Regions from separate parts of the Rattus norvegicus genome. Here region 2 is linked to region 1. Evidence: chromatin contacts called from public Hi-C data. All regions are on one chromosome and are shown on one strand. Each heading gives the region's core, a stretch centred on a gene start, on an enhancer-like site or on the middle of the called end of the contact. The rest is flanking DNA. Distances are from core to core; before and after follow the strand shown.

What was found. A called contact is a pair of places that touch in the nucleus more often than the background predicts.
Region 2: a contact with region 1 is called in a Hi-C map of Schwann cells, with 1.8 times the contacts expected there. The contact joins two enhancer-like sites. A contact is called at or near these places in 2 of 12 Hi-C or Micro-C datasets (Schwann cells and frontal cortex) and 1 of 1 datasets of contacts at active chromatin or transcription factors (oligodendrocytes).

What each region holds. Positions count from the first base shown.
Region 1 is chr14:42,636,272-42,639,445 of GRCr8, reverse strand. No RefSeq gene overlaps it. Among named protein-coding and RNA genes, the nearest start is that of Chrna9, 42 kb to the right of the region's middle. Within about 2 kb of position 1,390, at least 35 of the 93 cell types and tissues checked have an H3K27ac peak or open chromatin away from gene starts, as enhancers often do. A contact at or near this core is called in Schwann cells, where this site is marked.
Region 2 is chr14:42,831,353-42,834,701 of GRCr8, reverse strand. No RefSeq gene overlaps it. Among named protein-coding and RNA genes, the nearest start is that of N4bp2, 22 kb to the right of the region's middle. Within about 2 kb of position 2,096, at least 89 of the 93 cell types and tissues checked have an H3K27ac peak or open chromatin away from gene starts, as enhancers often do. A contact at or near this core is called in Schwann cells, where this site is marked.

The DNA.
Region 1 (3,174 bases), core at 141-2,640:
CTGTACTCCCAGTACCCAGGAAGCAGGGACAAGAGGGTGGAGAGTTCAAGACCATCCTGGCAACATAGCAAAAGTATCTCAAAAAACATTTTGTCTTAAAATGGCCATGACAGCACTTTGAATGGTAATAATTGAAAATAACCAAAATAGGTAAACAAACAAGCAAATAGGCTTGCTTATGATGTGGAGGTGGAAGAATTTGTCAGATAGGTAAATTCACTATTAATCTTAATGTAAATGCCAGAATTATTCTTAACAATGTTCAAAATTTGGAGGAAGAAAATATTTCCCAACCGGAGAGAGGGCGCAGAGCTGCTGGATAAAGGTGGAAGGAGAAGGGGTTGGGTATTTAGCTCAGTGGTAGAGCGCTTGCCTAGCAAGCGCAAGGCCCTGGGTTCGGTCCCCAGCTCTGGAAAAAAAAAAAAAAAAACAAACAAAATAAATAAAGGTGGAAGGAGAGGCGTGACTAGACAGACTGTCTCACCGTCAAACATCAGCTACACTACGTTCACTCTCTCCCTCCCTCCACCATGCCCAGAATAATACTTATTTAAAAGAAAATACGCTCCCCAAAGGGCTGGAGAGATGGCTCAGCAGTTCAGAGCACTGGCTGCTTTTGCAGAATATTGGGGTTTGGTTTTCAGCACCCACATGATGGCTCACATCTGTGTATAACTCAGGGGGCCTAACATCCTCTTTTGTCCTCTGAGGCACCAGGAGCACATATGGTTCACATACATGTACGCAGGCAAACCACAAAAAAAAACAAGAAAAGTAAAAATACAGAGAAAATATCCCCAAGAGACAACAATGTTTGTCTCTGATAATGAGGTTATAGGAGGTTTTTCCCCCCCGTGGAATAGACATGTATCATTTTGTGATGTGAAAGAGAAAGGAGGAGAAAAAAAAAAGTAAAACACGGAGGAAACCCTGCCATGCTTGGCCGGCCTGAGTCACGAGCTGAATTCTCATGTTTAAATTAGTTTCAGAAACAAGGAGTGGTTTCTAGGCAACGGGCTTGGGAAATCACGGTCATTGCCATTGTTGCTACAGCCTGCGTGCGTGTCTGCAAGAAACTGCAAGGGATGACTGCTGTGCAAGCAGACTCCCGCTAAGGAGAAACAAGCTTTGACGCCCAGTTTTGGTCATGGGGACTCGAGTTACTGTGACCCTAGAGGCAAACAAGAGCCAAAGGGTTTTTTGTTTTTTTGTTTTTTTTTTTTTAATTTATTACTAATGAATGGCTGAGTTAATAAGGATTGCCGTAGGCGAGATATCTGACAGAACGCTAAGAGATTTCAGAATTGCGGGAAACTGATGGGGGATGGGGGAGAAGGGAGTCAAAGCCAACGCCCCCGTGCACACCACAATGGCTTTGCTGTGAACTCAGGCCGTCAGGGGCTGTGCAAGACAGATTGCATCTTAAGACGTGAAAAGATTGCATCACAGTCTCAGGAGTCATTTACTGTCATTTCAGGCAATCGGGCAGCCAGAGGGCTTTTAATCAAGAGGAGAGAAACACTGAAAACTGGAGCCAGGGAAAAGAAAGCTAACTCTGGAGGGGGGCAGAACCAAGAGCATCTCCAGGGACCCAGTGTTCCTCCCCAAGTGCCTGCTGAAGGCGTTACTCAGCTCCGGAAGTGTATTTTGTCGTCCTTGATTATGTTTTCAGCAAGAAAAGGCGATTTTCTGGGGGGAAAAAAGTGTCGGAGCTCGGCTCTCTTACAGCTATTGTTTTGCGGCAGAATCTCACATGGTCCAGGATAGCCTGGAACTCTCTATGTAGCCGGGAGGCGGGGTGGTGGTGTTGACCTTGGCTCACTGTATTGCTTCCTTTCCCACCCATAATTCATATTCTTTCTCTTTCTCTCACTGTGTGATGCCATCCGCCATGTTATGACACAACAGGAGGTTCTCATGAGATGCAGCTGCTTAAGATTCTGGACCTGTGAGATATGTAAACCTCTTTTCTTTATAACTTATCCAGCCCTAAGTATTTTGTTATGGCAAATCAGACAAACAGAAGGACTAGTATTTACTGCCTTTCCTTACGAGGTAATTCTCTTTTGTTGTTGTTTTGGTCAGTGATGTGGATCAAGCCAGGGCCTTCCATATGCTGGGTGAATATTGTATCACTGAGCTACATCTCCATGCCCCACGGACTTGAGTGACAAACGCAGGCTGCTACAGTTTGGCCTGAGTGTCCCTCAAAGGTTTATGTTGGACGCTTGGCTCCCTAATGGGTCAGATAGAACATTTAAGAGTAGTGTCGCAGGGGTTGGGGATTTAGCTCAGTGGTAGAGCGCTTGCCTAGGAAGCGCAAGGCCCTGGGTTCGATCCCCAGCTCCGAAAAAAAAAAGAACCAAAAAAAAAAAAAAAAAAAGAGTAGCATCGTGGGCCAGGGGAGTCAGTGGTTTATTAGGGGTGACTCACTTGGAGGAGATTAAAGTCACTTTTAAGGTACCCGTCAGTGGTTTGTGGTAAAAGTCTGGACCTGACTCCTAAGTCTCTCTCTGGCTTCTTGTCTGGAGGTATATTTGCCTCTGTCATAAGGTCTCTCTCTCTCTAGAACCCAACAGATCCTCACACAAAACCTTGAATCTCTAGAAAGGGAGACCCGTGATCTCTGCCTCCAGTAACATCTCAGCCTGGGGCTCCATGGAACCTACCCCCCCTTTTCTTAACATCTCATCTGGAAGATAAGTCAACCCCCTCCCCCTGTGGTGTATTCTCTTGACAATATTTATGTAACCCATTTACTATTACGCAGCCTACAAGCGTCTCTTTTTTCCCAGACAGCCCACAAGCACATTGATAAGGCAAGGATTCTCTTAGGGGCTCTGTGCTCCGCTTTCAATAAAGGTGTTCAGTACAGATCGAGTAGCAGAGTTTTGTTTTTGTTTCTGTAGACAGTCTCTTAACCAAGTAGCCCAGGCTGGTCTAGAACTCACAAACCCCCTGCCTTGGCCTCTCAAATACTGGGATTACAGGCCTCTGCCACTAAGTCTGGTTTAGCCTCAGAATTCTTACTTCCTAGTGTCTGTTCATACTGTAAACATCTCAAACCGTCTTTCCTGTGTCAAATATTTATTCTCATTAAAAAAAGGGTCACCACAATTTTTGATTCGTGTGGTGTTGCAGTTTAAGAATCTAGAATCTTCTGCCCAGGGTCTT
Region 2 (3,349 bases), core at 847-3,346, 190 kb before region 1:
TTAGATGTTCAAAAGAAATTTAAGAACTTAAATATGAGTTCTTATTATCATGCTGAATATATTTCAGGTGAACAAAATTAACATAAGTTTGCTAGGTTTGTTTGAAGTTATAATTACTAAGTTTCTTTCATTTCGAAAGTGGCATATATTACAGTTATTAGTCTCCTAATAGCTGCTCAGAAGCAGATTAATGTCAGGTTCTCAGCAGTAGCTGCTTACACTTGGGATTCTGGGTTATTACATTTCTTTTGTTTACAATATTTAGAATAAGCCTTCATAAAGTTTGTATAGTATTTTTTTTTTTTTTTAAAACAAGGGAACTCAAGAGATCTCTAAAAGACAAAGAAAATGAAAAAAAAAAAAAAAACCAAAAAACCCAAATCCGTTTGTATTCTTTTCTGTGTGGGACATTTCATCAAAAAATTTATCATCCTAAGATCTTTGCTTAAATATACTAATTTCTAGAAAAAGCCCACTAGACCATTTTCTCACTAAGTGTGAGAGTGTTCAAACCAGATCTAAAGGGAATGTTTTTTCACTTGTATTCTTTCCAAATCTACATTCAATTTAAGAAATTGCCATTGCAATTGAAAGATAATCTGTCTCTGATGTAGAGGGATACGTTATCAAGAGGTTATTTTACTATGGCAAGGGTGTGTGTGTGGGGGGGGGGGTTTAGTAAAAAACGCAGGGAGGAAACTCCGGGAGAAAACACACAAAAACAAAAAACAAACAAAAAACCCCACACAAGACTAAAAACCTGAAACGACCAGTAGCATCATTAATTAGAAGGCTAGAGTGAGACACTTTTGTACTCTGCTCTTTTCATGTCAGGACAGAACAAATTAAACAGGAAAGTCAGAGTCCAGCCGGAAAAACATGGAGCGGGCTTAGGGGACGGGCTAATAATCCAGGATCGTTAACAGGGAAGGGAACACTGTTGCTTTTTCTTGGCACCTGAAACTCCAGCTCCACACTGGCAAAGGCCGCAGCTCTTTTGGGCTCAGGCCAGCGGGTTCCGACCGCACGTTGGCGGCGCGGGCTGGGTCCCGGCAGCCTCCGTCCGGGTTGCTGGGGCCGCGGGGCCCTTTGTTCCCGCGGGGCGCCGCCGCCCGTCCGCCCCGAGTGAGCGGCCCCCGTGGGGGACAGCGCGGGGCCCATCGCCTCGCCCCTCGGACCTCGCAGCTGCAGACCCGCCCGCCCCAGCTCCTAGTTCCTCCCTCGCTGCCCCGGGCCAGAACGACCTTGTTTTGCTTTTCGGGCTCGGGAGAGAGGTGAGGGCTTGACCCGGCCGCGGCTCACCGGGTCGCTTACACGGGGAGCAGTAGCGGGCCCCGCCGTCACCGAGAAAGGACCCGCGCCTGCCTTTCCCCGAGACCCTCGGGGGCGAGCGACGGGCCGCAAGCTTCCGGGAGAGCCTCGGGGGCCGCGGGTCCCAGGCTGCGCCTCCCGCCAGGCCCGGGACTCACTTCTCTTAACGGAGCCGGCGAGACGCCAGCACCGGTGGGCTCGGGTCTCCGGGCTGGCGCCGTGGCGCGGGCCGACGCATCCTGGAGGGCCCGGGGTGGGGGTGCGGAGCGGCAGAGGTCGCGGCCCCGGGGCGGGGGCGGAGATCCACCTGGCTACGTGGCAGCCATTGCGGCGGCCGCGAGACCCCTCCCCACGCGGCCGCCCACCCGCCCTCTCGCGGCGGGCTCCTGCGCGGCTGCTCTTCCCCGGTCGGACGGAGAGCGGCAGTGTGTCCTCGCTCCGCACGCTCGCTGCGTCTCTCCCCGCGGACACAGCTGCTTGCCAGCCCCGCGCCGTGCCGCGCCAGAGAGCGTAGTGGCGGCGGCGGGAAAGGGTTGCGGACCCGCGGCGCTCACTCGACGACACGGCCCGGGCCTCGACGCCCCGGTCCCGCAGCAGGTAAAGGCGGAGGGAGGAGAGGCAGGCGACGGGACCCGGGGAGAAGGGGGCCGGCGAGGAAAAGAGCGGGGGCGGGGGGATCCTGGGAGCGCAGAGTCCCAGAGGAGGAGGGCCCGAGGCGGGCGGCGAGAGACGCGGCAACCCGGGCAGGCGCGGGCCGGGCGCTGGGCGGAAGGGGAGTGAGGCGTCGCGGGAGGCGGGCCCTGGCGCGGGGCCCGAGGCCGAGCGAAGGCGGGCGCCGCGGCAGCTTCCCCGGCCTTCAGCGCCTGGCGGGCCTCCAGGCCCCGACACACCCCTCCCGCCCCCGGACTCTCCGGGTGCCTTCCCGCCCCGACATGACCTCGCGCCCCTGTGAGTGCCCCGCCGTTTCCCAGGCCGAGCCTTGTGGGAACTTGGGCCGCCTGCCCGGGCTCGTAGTGCTAGTAGAGCTGTTTATTTACTCACTTCCAAACCATACGCACGTTCGCACGCTCACTCGGCCCGGCCAGGCTTGCTTCCCTCCGGGGGTGTGCGCCTGCGACCCTCGCCCTTTCCGATCCGTAACTTTCCCTCTCGCTCTCCGAAAACCGGGCTTCGAGAGAGTGAGTCAGACCGAGGGCAGAGTTTACCCCTCTTGCGCTTTTGGTTACAACACTTTCTTTATTCCCACCAAAAGAGAGCGGGAAGACTTTTTTTTTTAAGTCGATGCCAGGTTGGAGGCAGGTCCCGCTGGCTTTAAAGTGAATTTACTACTCCGGCAAGTGAATTTAGGAGTAGGAGGGGATATTGCTGCACGGACAGGTTTGTACACAATCTGGCCATGCAGTGGTTGTAATGTCTCCATAGCACAGCACAGGTCTGACTTGAGAAGGATTGGCTGTTTTTTCTACTCGGTATCTCCGAGCCAATCAGGAAGCGCGGCTTGCCTGGAGACTGGTTAACTCAGAAAAGGTGGGGATTGGTTGAGCCCGGAGGGGGGGAAAAATCCTGGAAATAACCTGGTCTTTTAGAAAACAATGACTGATTTGCAGCTGCCTCTGAGCTCCCAGTTTATTTCTTTTAATACATTACCCATTGATAGCAAGATTCTCCTTTTCATTCCTTAAAAAAAAGAATCACTTCCACTGTTGACTTTCAAATTAGCTCTCAGATGCAACTCATTTGAACTCCTATGGTTCAGTTTTTCACAAATAATTTTTACGTTTTTTTTTTTTTAAAAAGAAGCATTAACATGCGTATTTGTGTGTGTTAAATGTGTTTCAGTTTTCTTTCAGCCGATTTTTTTTTTTTTGTTAAAGGTCAGTCAATTTTTCAGTTACTATGCCAACGTATGATTTAAATGTTCTGCGGAGATGGGAGGGGGTACAGTGGTGGAGAGAGATGTTGGGGAAGAATTAGAAAGAAATGGCTGCTGCTCTTCTGCAGAGAGACAATATAGTTAACGAGGAAAAAACAAACAACA